3 separate regions of the Danio rerio genome follow, and all the other regions are linked to region 1. A link is a contact called in public HiChIP or PLAC-seq data. All regions are on one chromosome and are shown on one strand. Each heading gives the region's core, a stretch centred on a gene start, on an enhancer-like site or on the middle of the called end of the contact. The rest is flanking DNA. Distances are from core to core; before and after follow the strand shown.

Region 1 (2,703 bases), core at 150-2,649:
TGCTTGGAGTATGGATGGAAATGATGCCTCACATACTGTTTAAAGAAAATAACGGACAACAAATAGCAAGGTGGAATCGGGAGCAACTCAAAATAAGTCAAACAACAAAAAGTCCTACAGTGGTGATACATACAAAACTTCATTAGCTATTTCAAATGTTAGTAGCTGATCTGCAGGTGCTCTTTATAGTTAATTACAAACTTTGACATAGTTTTTCAGTATGAGACAAACATATTTCATAATATTCCAGTCTATAGACTGGTCAAAAACTCAGCAAAAACAGATAGCTAAATTTTGTTTTTGAGTTACCATGTTTTATATTGTGTATTGAAGAGTACAATTGCAAAAAAAAAAAAACATGATTTTTGGAAATTACTTAAACTGGAGATTTTAGTGGTTTTCAGAAATTGTGATTTTACAGTGAGTAGAGATTTGAATTAAACATTTTTGAAAAATACAACTTTTTTTAGAGGCAACTTTTCACAATCAAGAGATATAGTCCTACCAACTTATTATCTGCATTAAACGTTTTTTTTTTACATTGATTAAAGAGATCATCTTCAAGACAGGACTTTCTGTATATGAAATGTGCATAAAAATCTATACTAAAATCAAAGAGAAACAGAAGTTACATTTTTATGAATACCTCCTCATGTACAGGACTAGAGGTGAATAAGTTGGCAGAGAAGCTGACTTAAACTTGTTTAGAGAGAAGCACTGTTGCTGTCAAACACTGTTTAACTCTGTCAAAGTCAGTTTAATGATGAAGGGATTGATCCAATAGGTCTATTGATAGAAAGCAGGTGAAGAAATGTCATGCTCCCTTGTAAAAGTATTTTATAGTATTTTCAAAATACAATATTTTTTATTTTGATACATGTGTGGCTGCTGTATTTTGAAGTTCATTTTTAAACATGTAAAACTGAGGTATTTCGTATTTTATTTTAAAATACATTTCAATCCCTGATTACAATGATTATAAACTTTATAATTACAGTCTTTTAGTGTCCCCTTAAATGATTCTTCTTTTTAAATGTGCCTTTACATTTTTTGTTGTTGGTTCGGAATAGTGTGAATTGTTCAGTAACTCACACGCAAAAGAAAAAAAAGGAAAACACACGCTGCTGAAGAGATTTAAAAGCTTCTAGTCACAGGGGTGAATCAAAATCCCCAGCAGCACTACTGTGAAAAGCCCGTGCTCGTGTAAACTAGAGCACACACACACACACAGTCGCCAACCGGAGTCGCTGTGGAGGGAAGTGAAGCGATGTCCCTTTAAGCGCAGACGGCGAGCGGAGCGGAACATCTGCGTCTCCTCCTCCGTGACACCGCGTCCTATGGCCGGCTTGACTCCGCCCAGCAGTCAGGAAGATACAGAGCTCTCTGATCGTAAGTGGCCGTGTAGAGCGAGAGCTGATACAGACGTTTGTGTTATTAGTCCCTGTTCAAGAGAATCAACCTGACTGACGCTTGAGCGGAATGTCAGATTAGCCCGCGTTCGGACGCGCTTCTCATCATTCCACGTTGCTTTATCGCGCACGAGACTGGGCGATAAGCAGCATTTCCAGACTTCAATTAACCACATTCTATTACACTCCCATATCAGGCTTTTCTTTGTAAGACAGTTTACACATACTGAAACAAAGTGGATTTAACAGTGGCTACGTGGTTTACCCGCACTCCAAGATGCTTCTGGTCTCCCAGCGGCTAGAATCACCTCGCATGGACCCATTAGTGAGTTTACGAGTTTCATATTATTGGATTGCTTTGAATCGATGTTCAGCTTTTACAGCTTATGTGTTGCACTTTGTCAGTGCGCGCGCCTCGTACGCATCTCCACGCTGGCCTGTTTTTACGCATTGGGTTGCTTTTAAACTGTAACACCCCTGCTCTTACGCTCGAGGTCCACTGTGAAGTTTGGAAACTTGAGTAGAGAAATCCCAGGCTATTGTGTGCGTTAGATAAGGCAGACAGAGATTAGATGACAAGCTCGAGGGCTGCATCAAAGATTAACTGGCTCTGTCCGACTCGTTTACGCGCACATTCTGAGCAAGTTGCATTTACCACACAATTCATATTTTTGCTTGTCGTTTTTATTTTATTGTGACCTTTCCGACTAGTCATTGCATCTGAAATGAGATGGTGGCAGCTGAGTTATACAGGAGGTAACCTGTCTTTCTAATGAGCCTGCTAGTAACGATTCAGTTTTACTAATAACTCCCCAATGAATAGTCGCTACTTGCATCATAGATCCCTAATGAACTAAGCGTGCAGTTTATTTCTATTATCAGCTGAGGGGTTATTAGTCACTAATGGTATAGTGGCTAATAGAGGAATTACCGGTGGCGAATTGAATAGGCTCTATTGGAATAAGTAGGCTACTTCTAGATTATTGTGATTATTATGGTATACTTTCTTTGTGATTTTTGCTGAAAGGCTTACCTTAACACTAGCAGATTGCTTTGACAAACTAGAGAATAGCAGGTTCAGAGATTGTATATCCTATCAGCTCAGTCATTTAAACGGGTGCCTTGCTTTATCGATGCATGTGCGACTTGCCGATTGGCAAAGCCCTTTGTTTTCATACATACGACTAAAGGCAACGCAGAGTCAGAGAGGTAGAAGACTCACACTGCTAAAGCAGCATGTGGTCTGCTTGTTGGAATGAAATGGCATTTATCAGACCCTCAGCGGGGCTGCGCT
Region 2 (2,703 bases), core at 68-2,567, 190 kb after region 1:
ACATCAGCAGAGGGTGGCTGTACCCCATCATAAATGATGGTATCTTCCTATCTTCCGCAGTCTCCAAAAAATTCCTAACTCCTATGCTGTACCTGGACGCATTGTGGCTTCGTATGCGCATGCGCTCTTCCTCCAAGCCTCCCAACCTACCTGTACCGTGAAAAGATGAAGAGACTGGACTGTGGAGTTGAGTCGACATTGTTCTCTGAACATATATTTTACGCACTACTGGTTATTAATTCATTTATTTTTACTTGGATGAACGTCTCCACAAAATTGTCAATGAAGATTTATCTTCATAGTAAACGAGGGGTTCGAAACATACACTGTAAAGCTATTGCAAAGTATGACTATAAGCTAAATTCATAAGCTAAAATTCACAACGATGTTAATTATTTGTTGAATACGGCAAACAATAAAAGATTGTTGTTTAGCAGGATTATAAAATCAGCAATATCTAATTAATCTTAAATAACGTACATCTCTGCGCAAGAGGAATCAAATATGACATACTGGGGATTAAAATTAGCGATGCACTTTTTAATATTCAACAGTCAAGAACAAAAAAATCCTTCCCTTCCTTATTAATATGCGAATAACGCACATATTCAAATCGACTTGAGGTGCAATAAACCACAACGTATTAAAAACGAAGGAGTTTTATTTTTGGTAAAAATGAGATTGTCATTTGTTGAGCCTCAGCATGTTAAGCACATCGCCGGAGCAATGGCTAGACCCAGACAGATGATCGAGAGCCAGACAGATGTTAAAACGCAACTCGGAGACGGTGATTTATGGCATTCACGCACCCAGCGCTTCACATTAAAGAAGAAAAATGCCATTTAAATGCCTTAAATCAATGCTTGCCCATGGTGTCGATAAAAATGATGAAGTAGGCATGGCACCGGGTTCAACAAAGAGGGGCGCAGCGCTTACCTTTCACTACCAGCAGAGAAAAGACCGCTAGAAGCGTCCATGTCCAGAGCGTCTTCTCCATGTTAAAACTCCGAAATGGCAACTGGGTTGCTGCGATATTAAATATTGGCAGCAGATGATGTATTTATGGCTATTTGTCCTTGGGGCCTAACGGGAGTTTTAAGGGTCGCAGTTACTAGTCGAGCCGAAAAAGCCTGCGAGACGATCTGCAGTGCGAATGAGCAGCGCTGGATTCACAGCCGCGTGTTAGATCACGTTACAAGACCGGCTTTAGGGCGGTTCCTCATTCAGCTCAGCTTTTTAGCACGCTGTAACACAGCTTTTTATAAACAGACGAGCCTTCCAGTGTTACTTGCTCCCCTACAAATAAATAACAGTTATGTGAACTCGCTAATGGACTTTGCGACCAGCTGGATGTAGAATATGGGCGCGATAAGAGCGTGTTTACAGTGCTGGTGAAGAACTGCTGCTCGAGCAGATAAGATGACCTCCTCTCGTGCATTTGGCCATTCACTCAGAATGACTGAATTAGGATAATTGTGCGTCTCTGAATAATTAAGTGACTCGCACAATTGACTTCTGTTAATAATTGATATGTTTTGGCACATCTCGGGTTTATGTGCTCTAGCAGTTTATTCGGAATTGGTAATTATTTACAAAACAATTTTGAAAAAAGGATGTGGTAATCTAACAAGATTGGTAAGTAAATCAGTTAAACCACCTCTTATAGTGTATACTTTCACATGGAAAGTTATATTTGTCAATCATGGTTTACAGACTTGAGCTAACATAACCAAAGTTAACTTTCTTAAGAAGGTTATAAGATTGTGAAATACAAAAACAATTGTATTGCTCTTTGAACTAACATTAACAAAAGAAACATTATTCCAAATTATTACCAAAATGTTTTAAGCACACAGAAATCCTTTGTGTTTAAAAATATATACATAATTAAAACTACTCAGCGAAGCAGTGAGTAAACCAACAATATAACGTCAAACTAGACAAAAAGGTCTGTTAACAACCTAATTGTTAATTGCTAACAAACATTTAGAATCCCAAAGTCTTGTTAGATATCCTACATGTAATACACACATGAAATATGTAGCATAAACATCAATTTCTGTTTTGCCTCTAAGCGTAATCCGATCATGTTGTTAGGACATACTACAATAAAATCTAAATATGACAAACGTATTAAGTACGTCCCAAAACAAATGTGTTAACACAGCATAATTTCAATATGTTCTAATTATGCTTAGCGGCAAAACAGAAATTGATGTTTATGGTACATATTCGACGTGTGTTTTTGAGATTTTTTTAGATTCTAAATGTTTGTTAACAATTTGTGTACTTTCATATAAAGAATAACTCAAGCACATACTGTTTTTGCTAACATGGAACTAATTAAGGGCAGACTTTACGATAAGTTAATATTAGTTAATGTAATAACATGAACTATGGAAAAATATTTCACAGCTATCACTAATCAGTTTAACATTTACTATGCATTATTAAAATTATTAAAGGGTATGCTTGTTGACATTAGTTAACTAACAATGAACAACTTTTATTAACTAATGTTAACATAAGTTGGATAAACTCTGTTTAACTCTGGAGAAACTTTGTTCATGTTAGTAAATACAATAGCTAACATTAATTACTGAAACTATTGAAAAGTGTTACCATGTATAATATAAATGTTCATTCAGGCGCTTTATTGCACTGTGCCCAAATAAATGCCTAACAATATACTCTTAACATTCT
Region 3 (2,703 bases), core at 144-2,643, 160 kb after region 1:
AAGATTGTTTGATATTAATAAATGGCAATATGCATGTTCAACCTTTGCAGACAAAATGGAAACCCTTTCAAATTTATCATCGCAGACATTATCAGATTTCTTCCAATATTAAGTACATTAAGTAACGTTTGTGTTTATTCTCAGAATCCAAAACAAAGCATGCTAAGAATTGGAGGCTAGCTCGACAAAATGGTACCACACAAATGAATGTATCTTAACTATGGTTTCAGAGTAAGACTGGTCTGGACGACTCCCTTTAGCAGAGGAGCTACAGCAACTGAAGAAAAACACCCTTGTCACTCTTGTCAGGTAAGAACAGCAAACTGAGGGAATAATTTACAATGGTTCAACAAAATTTGGAAAAAAGGGTTTTGCTTTGTCTGAAGAGTCTTGCAAGCAAACATCCAGTGTCCTGACAGTTTATCCTACCCATCAGATTATGCTACCAACACTGCATTTTAATGGTTCTGAGGTTGGGGTTAGGGTAGGTTAGGGCAATGTTACAGCTTCATGTCATACACATTAAAATTTACACTGATTGCAAAATCTGATGGGTGGCATATTGTGTCACCAAAATGTGCTACCTACTTTTTGAATGGAAGGCAGGACAATCTGACAAGGTAGGACAAATCAAAAGAGCACCGGCCTTGTATTAACTGTTTAAAATGATAGTGGTTGTACAGTGGTGTGAGGGATATTTTTGGCTCCAAGTGAGCATCATTAAAACACCACAGCCTAAGTAAGTATTGTTTGCTGCTGTCCTGTCTATTAATGGCCACAATATTGGCCCATCTTGTACAAGTATAGCTAATGAAGTGAAGAGTCGGCCTAAGATACTGTAAAAAATTAGAATTATATATTAATGCAAAGATTAATTTTTGGCTGCCATTAGTCCAGTCTAAATAGTGACATTTGTGTTAAACTGAATTGAATGAAGCTGAACTGAATTAAACAGTGACATTTGTATTAAACCACAAATGCCACTACTCTCCTGCCTGATTTGCTGGAATATTCCACAATATAAAAAATGTTTTTTATTTATTTTCTTCGTCTTTGTTGCTGCTTAGGCGCAATCTATATATTAAAAAGCATATAGAAATAAAGATTAAATTAATTTAATTAAAATCACCAATCTATATGCGCTATTTCGGCGCTAAAACTGGTACGAAAACATTTAATATTTTTTATGGAAACCGTGAAACTTTGTTTCATTTATTTATTTATTAAGTATTTTATAATTTTCCACATGCTTGAACCGATATGTTACAGCTTACACACTGATCTGAATATGGGTGATGGCGGGAGGGGGGTTCGTCATGGCCGCTTCCTTGACATAAATAAAGAAGAGAAACGCTATTTGTCGGCGCAGAACAGGAAGCAGAGACAGAACCGCAGACTGCAGCGCACAGAGATGACTTCCTAAACACACACACATTCGGCTCTTTCACCAGAGAAGCTCAAACACATCCCCATCTTACAAGACGGAGCTCGGGAAGCTGATAAATGGAGAAGCAGCAGCAGCATCATCCGTCGGGTTCAGAGAGTCCGGTGCTCCCGCCTGTCGCGAGAAAACCGCGAAACCTCGGAGTAAACCCTGCATCTCGACAGGACAGCGTGGATTCATTAGACAGGTGTGTGTGCTGGTTTTATCCGCACATTTATCATTATAATGTGAAATTTTTCATTAATAAAGCTGTTTTCGGTGTGCACGCACTCCATACCGTCGACATCCCTGTCGTGATATACAAATTACACACGTATTGTATGTATATTGTTTTATTATGTACATTATATACTGCACAGTACAGTTTATTCGTGCTCTCTCTAAGATTAAAACTAAATGCTTTCTGTTCATCCTAAACAGCATAACGTAACGTTACATCCTCCCATCCTCATGAAGATGGTTACCGTTATTATCTGTTTTTGTGTAAGAGCCTTTAAGTAAAACATTAAGATAGTATCAGTTAAACAGAAAGGATGGAAGTAGTGATATAACTTCTATGTGTTGTTGTGCTTTTAGGTAATGAAAGATCAGAGTGTGTGTGTGACACATTTCCCTGACCTCATATCGCCATCTGTCATATTCAGTCCACAGGATGTCAGCACTGTACATAACACACACACACACACAGAAACACACATCAGACAGCCATGCCAGTATTGAGTATGTAGTTGGATGTAATCACAGATTATGGCAGATGCATTGACCGAAACATTTGTGTGAGTGTGTGATGATGTGTTTCTTTTCTCACTCAGTCCTACTGGGTCTCATGTGGAGTGGTGTAAACAGCTGATAGCAGCCACTATCTCCAGCCAGATCACCAGCGGAGTCCCTTCAGAATCCATTCACAGGGAATCTAAGGTTAGCATATTTGGCACCCTACATCAGATCTCCATTGAATAAATATAGGGTGATGTATAGTTAGTTGGTCATCAATACATCAAGATAAACCCATACAAGTGTGTAATGGGGATTTCTGAACATGTTTTTGTGTCAATAACTAACTGACCGTAAGTTGGTTCTTAAATAGTTCACAGACAAATAAAGAAATGTACTCGCAGATTATTCCCCTGAAGTTGTTTGAAACCTTTAAGAGTTTCCTCTGTTGAACACAAAATAAGAGGTTTTGAGAAATGTTGTAAACCGGTAACTATTGGCATTAATAGTCGAAAAAACAAATACTATGGAAGTCAATGGTTACC

The links. HiChIP or PLAC-seq counts read pairs in DNA pulled down with a chosen protein or histone mark.
Region 2: a contact with region 1 is called in an H3K4me3 HiChIP or PLAC-seq map of gastrula embryo, with 3 times the contacts expected there. The contact joins the promoter of cd99l2 here to the promoter of si:ch73-211e3.1 in region 1. A contact is called at or near these places in 2 of 4 datasets of contacts at active chromatin or transcription factors (embryo and gastrula embryo).
Region 3: a contact with region 1 is called in an H3K4me3 HiChIP or PLAC-seq map of gastrula embryo, with 3 times the contacts expected there. The contact joins the promoter of mtmr1a here to the promoter of si:ch73-211e3.1 in region 1. A contact is called at or near these places in 1 of 18 Hi-C or Micro-C datasets (an unstated tissue) and 1 of 4 datasets of contacts at active chromatin or transcription factors (gastrula embryo).

Annotation. Positions count from the first base shown.
Region 1 is chr7:25,726,687-25,729,389 of GRCz12tu, forward strand. si:ch73-211e3.1 reads left to right here and starts at 1,400. Exons shown (of 6, transcript XR_012383292.1): 1 at 1,400-1,734.
Region 2 is chr7:25,921,354-25,924,056 of GRCz12tu, forward strand. cd99l2 (CD99 molecule-like 2) reads right to left here and starts at 1,318. Exons shown (of 10, transcript NM_194369.2): 1 at 937-1,318. The coding sequence starts at 997.
Region 3 is chr7:25,884,335-25,887,037 of GRCz12tu, forward strand. mtmr1a (myotubularin related protein 1a) reads left to right here and starts at 1,394. Exons shown (of 16, transcript NM_001020721.1): 1 at 1,394-1,631; 2 at 2,257-2,362. The coding sequence starts at 1,504.